Linked DNA regions of Mus musculus: region 1 is linked to region 2. The links are chromatin contacts, called in public Hi-C maps. All regions are on one chromosome and are shown on one strand. The core of a region is the stretch at or near the end of the contact, and the rest is flanking DNA. Distances in the headings are between cores, read along the strand shown.

The links. A called contact is a pair of places that touch in the nucleus more often than the background predicts.
Region 1: a Hi-C map of the G1E-ER4 cell line shows a contact between it and region 2, with 4 times the contacts expected there. The contact joins two enhancer-like sites. A contact is called at or near these places in 3 of 15 datasets of contacts at CTCF or cohesin (CD8 T cells, large pre-B cells and pro-B cells), 41 of 484 Hi-C or Micro-C datasets (B cells, the C10 cell line, CD4 single positive thymocytes and 31 more), 5 of 115 datasets of contacts at active chromatin or transcription factors (CD8 T cells, the HPC-7 cell line, Th2 cells and 2 more) and 4 of 9 other capture datasets (adipose tissue, embryonic stem cells, liver and 1 more).

The regions. Positions count from the first base shown.
Region 1 is chr1:161,828,923-161,832,407 of GRCm38.p6, reverse strand. Suco (SUN domain containing ossification factor) reads left to right here. Exons shown (of 24, transcript NM_001357402.1): 20 at 3,068-3,172. Among named protein-coding and RNA genes, the nearest start is that of Fasl, 42 kb to the right of the region's middle. Within about 2 kb of position 1,562, at least 1 of the 459 cell types and tissues checked has an H3K27ac peak or open chromatin away from gene starts, as enhancers often do. A contact at or near this core is called in the G1E-ER4 cell line, where this site is marked.
Region 2 is chr1:161,743,048-161,746,470 of GRCm38.p6, reverse strand. It overlaps the pseudogene Gm5049. Among named protein-coding and RNA genes, the nearest start is that of Gm31869, 23 kb to the left of the region's middle. Within about 2 kb of position 2,025, at least 27 of the 459 cell types and tissues checked have an H3K27ac peak or open chromatin away from gene starts, as enhancers often do. A contact at or near this core is called in the G1E-ER4 cell line, where this site is marked.

The DNA of each region.
Region 1 (3,485 bases), core at 313-2,812, 86 kb before region 2:
ACCAGGCAGTCCTCTGCTATGTATGTGCCTGGGACCTTGGACCATCCTGTATAAGCTGCCTGGTTGGTGGCTCAGTCTCTGGTAGCTCCCTGGGGTCTGGGTTAGTTGAGATTGCTGGTCTTCCTGTGAGACTGGCCTCTTCTTCAGCTTCTTAAATCCGTTCCCTTATTCAACCATAGTGGTCCCCAACTTCAGTTCAATGGTTGGATGTAAGTATGTGCATCTGTCTCAGTCAGCTGTTTGCTGGTAGAGTCTCTCAGAGGTCAGCCATGCTAGGCTCTAAGTCTCTTCTCCATTTTTGTCCCTGCAGTTCTTTTAGACAGAAACAGTTCTAGGTCAGAAATTTTGACTTAGTTAACCCATCCCTCCACTTTAGGCCCTGTCTATCTGCTGGAGGTGGACTCTTCGATTTCCATTGTTGGCCATTTTTGCTAAGGTCACCCCCATTGAGTTCTGAGAGTCTCTCACCTCCCGGTCTCTGGTACTTTCTAGATGGTTCCCCCATCTCCCACCCCCTAGGCTGCATATTTTCATTCATTCTCCTGTCCCTCTGAGCTTCCCTTCTGTCCTGCCCCCCATACCTATTCTGCTTTTCCCTTCCCTCTCCCCCTCTTCCATCCAGGTAGAATGGATCCCTCCCTTTGCCTCCTGTGATTATTTTCTTGCTCCTCCTAGTGGGGTTGAAACTTCCTCTCTTGGGCCTTTCTGCTTGTTACACTTCTTCTGGTCTGTGGGTTTTATCCTAGGTATTCTGTACTTTTTGGCTAATATCCACTTATCAGTGAGTATATACCATACATGTCCTCTGGGATCTGGGTTAATTCACTCAGGATGATATTTTCTAGTTCCATCTATTTGTCTGCAAAATGCATGATGTCCTTGTTCTGTATCCATGCTTCAGTTGAGGGACATCTGGGTTATTTCCAGCTTCTGGTTATTATGAATAAGGCTGCTGTGAGCATAGTGGAACATGTGTCCTTGTAGTGTGGTGGATCATCTTTTGGGTATATGCCCAAGAGTGGTATAGCTGGGTCTTCAAGTAGAACAATATTTTTTGAGCAACTGCCAGATTGATTTCCAGAGTGATTGTACCAGTTTGCAGTCCTACCAGCAATGGAGGAGTTTTAACCGTACTAGAGAAGAAATAGAAAATGTTCTTGCACTCTATTGTGGTGCCCTTTATTGAACTTCTTTTCATCTTTTCACCTTGCCGTCCTTCTTCATAGATTGACATAATAGTTTTCTGCAAATGGGTGAGAATATATGGTCCATGTCTTTCTGTGTGTGGTTCATTTCACTTGAAGTAATAGCCTTGATATTAATCCACATTGCTACAAAAGCAATAATATTTTATTCATTTTTTTATGGCAAAATAGTATCCATTGTGTAAATGTACCACTGTTTTTGGTTCTTGTCCATTCCTTCACTGAAAGGTATAGGAATTGATGACATAATTTATCTATTGTGAATAATTCCGCCATAAATATTGGACATTGTTTTATCTCCTTTGATTATTTACCCAGCAGTGAAATTGCTGGGTGATAAGCAAAGTTGGTTGTAACGTTTAGAGTAATTTAATACTGTTCTGCGTGATGGCTCATCTGCTTTACATGTTACTCTGGAGTTAAATAGTTACTGATTTTGTAAAATGTAAGTTGCAAAAGTAATGCTTATTCACACTTTTCTGCAATAGCTAATGATGGAGCTTGGATATGATCTCATGCTTTGGAAGTTAGCTATTGGTGTCATATCTAGAAAAATATTTAACATTGCATTGTGTGTAGACAACCTTTCTACAACTCAGTAAAACTGCAGGATGTTTTGTGGTTTTTCTCTGAAGTACTCTTGTTGATTATAGAAAAGAATGGCTTTATTTCTTTTTGATCCTCCCACCCTTTTCTGTTTATTTATTGCTTGTCCAGATGTAGGTAATGATAATGGTATGACTAGTAATAAAAGTTCACTCCTCTGTCTTAATAAAAAAAATTCCAGTATTACACTTTAAATATGATTTGTGTGCTCTTACAATCAAGAAATATTTTGAGATTTAATCTGATATCTTTTATTTTCTCTATGCTTTATATATAGTTTCTGTATCTTATGTCTCAAAGACCTATATAAGTACTTTTCATGTTCTTATAATCTTAACAAAAATAAATGTATTGATTAAAAGTATCAACCAGTTTAAGCTTGTCTTTAGTTGTTTATAACTATCACAGGCAAATCAGTATTGTGTCTTGGCTTTTAAAAGGAGTGATTTAATAAATCATTAACTTAGTATTTTTAAATGGTAAACTGTATTAGAAAGAGCCAAAGGTTTTCAGTAATGAACCCCACTGTTAGTTTTATATGCCCTTCTTTCCTCACAGACAGTTGAGGCTTGAAGCCTTTTTTGAGCTTAGATCTAGACTAATAAAGGGTTATGTAGTTTCTGTCAAGTCTTAAGTTAGAGTTTTCAAGTTCTTAGACTTCTTCCTGCTTTTTTTTTCTTCCTTCCTTCCTTAGATTTATTAACTCATTTGCCTAATACCCAATGAAAGTGACTTTGTTGGCCTTCTTTTCATTGGTAGTAGTGTAACGTCAATTAGATGACATAGGTATGACTTCCTGCATTCCATTGTATTTTGCTATGAAAGGAAAGATTATAATTTTTTTATATTAAAATACCTTATATCCAGAAACTAACTTCAAAAAAAATTTCAGCATGTCTTTCTACTGGCTGCTTTGCTTTAAAAACACTTGGTCAGAGTAGCGTGTATGTATCTGGTGATACACTAGTTCAATACCAAGTTGAAAAGCAGTTTATTAGTCTCTATTAACATGATACTCTACATCCTGCAGGAAATGGCAGAATAGTTCCTTTTGAGGGGAGGATTGAGCACAATCCCAGATTCTTATGTATTTTATTTTTTTAAAAACATTTAATCGAAGTTTGTGTTTCTCTTTTAAGATCGTTGCAAAAATACATTTTGAAAGAACTTAGTGGATTTTCCAAATTACATGTTTCACTTAAATTTATAATTTAATAAACAGATGAAATATAAAGAAAAACAATCTTTTGTTATAGGATCAGCGGCAAACTGAAGCCATCCACTTGCTCCAGGCACAACTGACCAACATGACACAGCTTGTTTCAAACCTATCAGCAACTGTAGCAGAATTAAAGCGGGAGGTAATTGCTTAGTTACCTTGTAAGACAGTCTTCCTAGGAAGATTGTAGGAAGGGCAAGCTTGTAACTGAGCATGATGGTTCAAAGCTTAAACCAAACAAAACTGATATTTAGGTAGAACTTGCTTTAAACACCAAAATGCATTCATTATTTTATTGTTTGGGAGCTGGGTTGAGAGTTTGGTAAGGCATGGCTGTCATGATTTGGTCTTCCTATAAGGCAGGTATTACGTTAATTCTGTCAGGTCTTTTGAAAAAAGCAGTTTAGTTTGATTTTTATTCTGAACATTGCAAATCATTGGAAATTACTAAGTAA
Region 2 (3,423 bases), core at 776-3,275:
ATCTTCTGGGAAGCTGGGGCTGTTTAGCAGGTTTGGGAAAGTGCAGAGTGCCATCACCTGATGGAGGAAGGTGATTGGCTGCTGGCCCATAGCATGGGCATCCCCAATGTTGGCTCGGATTACCTCAGTGAGTGTTTTATTTTATTTTATTTTATTTTATTTTATTTTTTTGATACCCTGCTGCAGCTCTATCTCGATCTCACTGGCCTTGAGCACGATGGGTCCCCGCACGCACGGCGTACTCCACCACCTTCACCCGCGGGTTCATGGACTCCAGGGTGAGGATGTGGTCTCCAGGGCTGCGCTCAGGTCGCACCCTGAGCGCCCATGAGGCTTCAGCTGCAGCGCTGCTGTGACTATGGCCCCAGGGGCCTCGCTGCACCAGCAAGGCGGCCTGCTGCATTGTGAACCTGCAGAGGTTAGCCAGTCTGTAGTCCAACTCCTCAACAATGGTCAGCAGCAGCTGTGAATGGAAGACCAAGCGTCTAGCAGTTGCTCAGTCCCACAAGACAAGCAGGCAAAGAGTGAACCTTCTTTCTTCCAGTGTCCTTATGTAGGTCTCCAGCAGAAGGTGTGGCCCAGATTAAAGGTGTGTGCCACCACACCATAATCCCAGATGACCTTGAACTCGGAGTTCTCCCTGTCTTAATCTTCTGGAATTCATAGCCACTATGCCTCAAGATCTCCAGGCCAAGATCCAGGTCAGAAACTTGTATCTTCCAGCCTCCAGAGTAGGATCGCAGGTGAGCCTTCCAGATAGAGTTGACAACCAGAAATAGCCACTACACGGAGCAAGCTTGGGACAAGACTAGGTTGAGTGTGCAATTAGTGCAAAAGTAAGCTGGAGAGATGGCTCAGCGCTTAAGAGCGCTCAGTGCTCTTCCAGAGGTCACGTGTTCATTTCCCAGCAACCACATGGTGGCTCACAACCATCTGTAACAGGATCTGATGCCCTCTTCTGGTGTGTCTGAAGGCAGCTACAGAGTACTCATATAAAATAAAAATAAATAAATAAATAATAAATAAATAAATAAATAAAAAAGATTTCCTTTAAAAAAAAAAGGAAGAAAGAAATGTAAGCTAAACAGGCTGAGCCACAAACTTCTGCAAGGAGGACCTGGTGGAGGACACAGTGGAAGACATGATGGAGGGTGTGATGTAGCTGCTCCCCTTCCCTCTACCTCAGACTCCCCATCTGCAAAATAAATCCAGTTAAACGGTCTCCCTTTCCCTTGCTGTCTTGAACATTTTGTAATTCTGGGAGTTTTGAGGCAAAACAGCCCAGAGTTTTGCACGGTCACAACAAACACATTTGTCTTGTGAAGCTTGGGATAAGCAGACACTATTCAGTGTAGGGGAGAAGCAGTATAGGGGAGACAGAAGCAGGAAATCCGGGGTGGGGCAAGGGCGGGATGAGAATATTTGCACACAACCACTTGTGAGTCACCTAGCTTTAAGCATGTCACTGTCCTCATGTGTGAAATGGAGGCAGCAGCACCTACCATGAGCAACTGAGGAGAAAGTTCTGGTGGGACTTGGCAGAACTTGGACCCTGAAGTTGCACCAAGCCCTTGTTGATCTCTCCTCAAGGGACTCCCATACACTTTGATCAAACAAATCGATTACTCATGAACGAGGAGTGGGTCAGGGAGAAAGGAAGCCAAAGATAGCTCTGAGTGCTACTTTCTCTACTAAAGTCCTACTTTAGTAAACTAGTTTGACTCCTTAAGTCCCTGCAAAGAAGTTATTTTTGTGGTATAGGAGGCGGCTGCTGTTTCTCAAACATCTTCTCTTACAAGGAAAGAGATAGTGTATTAGGGAGAGAAGCAGAGAAGTAGAGAGGTGAGCCAAGCCAGGCATTGGTGGCGCACGCCTTTAATCCCAGCACTTGGGAGACAGAGGCAGGTAAATTTCTGAATTTGAGGCCAGCCTGGTCTACAGAGTGAGTTCCAGGACAGTCAGGACTATACAGAGAAACCCTGTCTTGGAAAAAAACGAGAGGTGAGTCAGGCCTTCCCTGTGGGCTGGCTCACCGAAAGCAAGCAGGAAGAAAGGCTGTCTGGGCTTTTGTTTTTAATCTTATCTTATGCATACAGGTGTTTTGTCTGCATTAATGTTTGTATTCCATGTGCATGCAGTGCTCACAGAGGCTAGAAGAGGGTGTCAGATCTCCTGAAATTGTTGTTACAGACAGTTGTGAGTGGCCATGTCATTGCTGGGAACCAAACCTGATTCCTTTAGAAGAGCAATCAGTGCTCTTAACCACCGGATATCTCTCTATTCTCACATTTGGGCTTTTAATTGACCAACACCTCCCTTAACAAGGTCCCACTCTCAGTTTTTGTCTCCTTGTGTCATTTAGTCTCCAGGTTGAAGATTCTCCCTTGCAATGTAGGACCTCTGAGCACTTCAGTGGCTTTCAATGTCCTGTTATCACTCACTCTGCCCTGTTGAAGAGCCACGCAAACACACACCTCCACGCCCAAACCCCACTTAACTTCAACCTACACATGAGGTAAATTCATTCCCTGTCTGTGATGGTTTGTATATGCTTGGCCCAGGGAGTGGCACTATTTGAAGGTGTGGCCTCATTGGAGTGTATTATTGTGGGCATGGGCTTAAGACCCTCATCCTAGCTCCCTGTAAGTCTGCTAGCAGCCTTCAGATGAAGATGTAGGACTCTCAGCTCCATGCCTTACATGGATGCTGCCACACTCACACCTTGATGATAGTAGACTGAACCTTTGATCTAAACCAGCCCCAATGAAATGTTGTCCTTACAAAAGTTGTCTTGGTCGTGGTGTCTGTTCACAGCAATAAAATGCTAAGACACTGTCCTTTGAGTCACTGTGCTGTCTGTCATTCTAGCTTGGGCTATTTGTCATTCCAGCTATCTCTACCCTAATCAGTAGGAATAAGGGGTATGAGAGAAGGTCTTTCAGGAGTATATACAAGGCCAATTGAGAAAAAAAAAAAAAAAAAAAAAAAACCAGCCAACATGCTGTCCAGTTACACTGACTCCCACACCACTGTTGCAAAAAAACAAAACAAAACAAAACAAAACAAAACAAAATAAACCAAAACAAACCAAAACAAACCAAAACAAACCAAGTAGCTTATGACCCTACTATATCCAGTGCCACTGTGTCTATGAGATTGAATAAGAAAGTTCCCAAGCTTAGGGGTGTGACTCAGTGTAGGTGGCCCATCTACCATTCTTGAGGTTGGGAGGAGAGGACACTAACCAAAACAAAACAAAAACTGGAAAAAAAAAAAAAAAGAACCAATCAACCAAAACACCTCTTGTGAGCCACCCTTAACTGTGTACAAAGCACAAAAGGGCAAGCAATATTATTTCTGCTTTGCAGAGCCTCAGGTTAAGTAACTTATTCAGCCAGCCAGGGGGCATGGAGTAGGACTTGT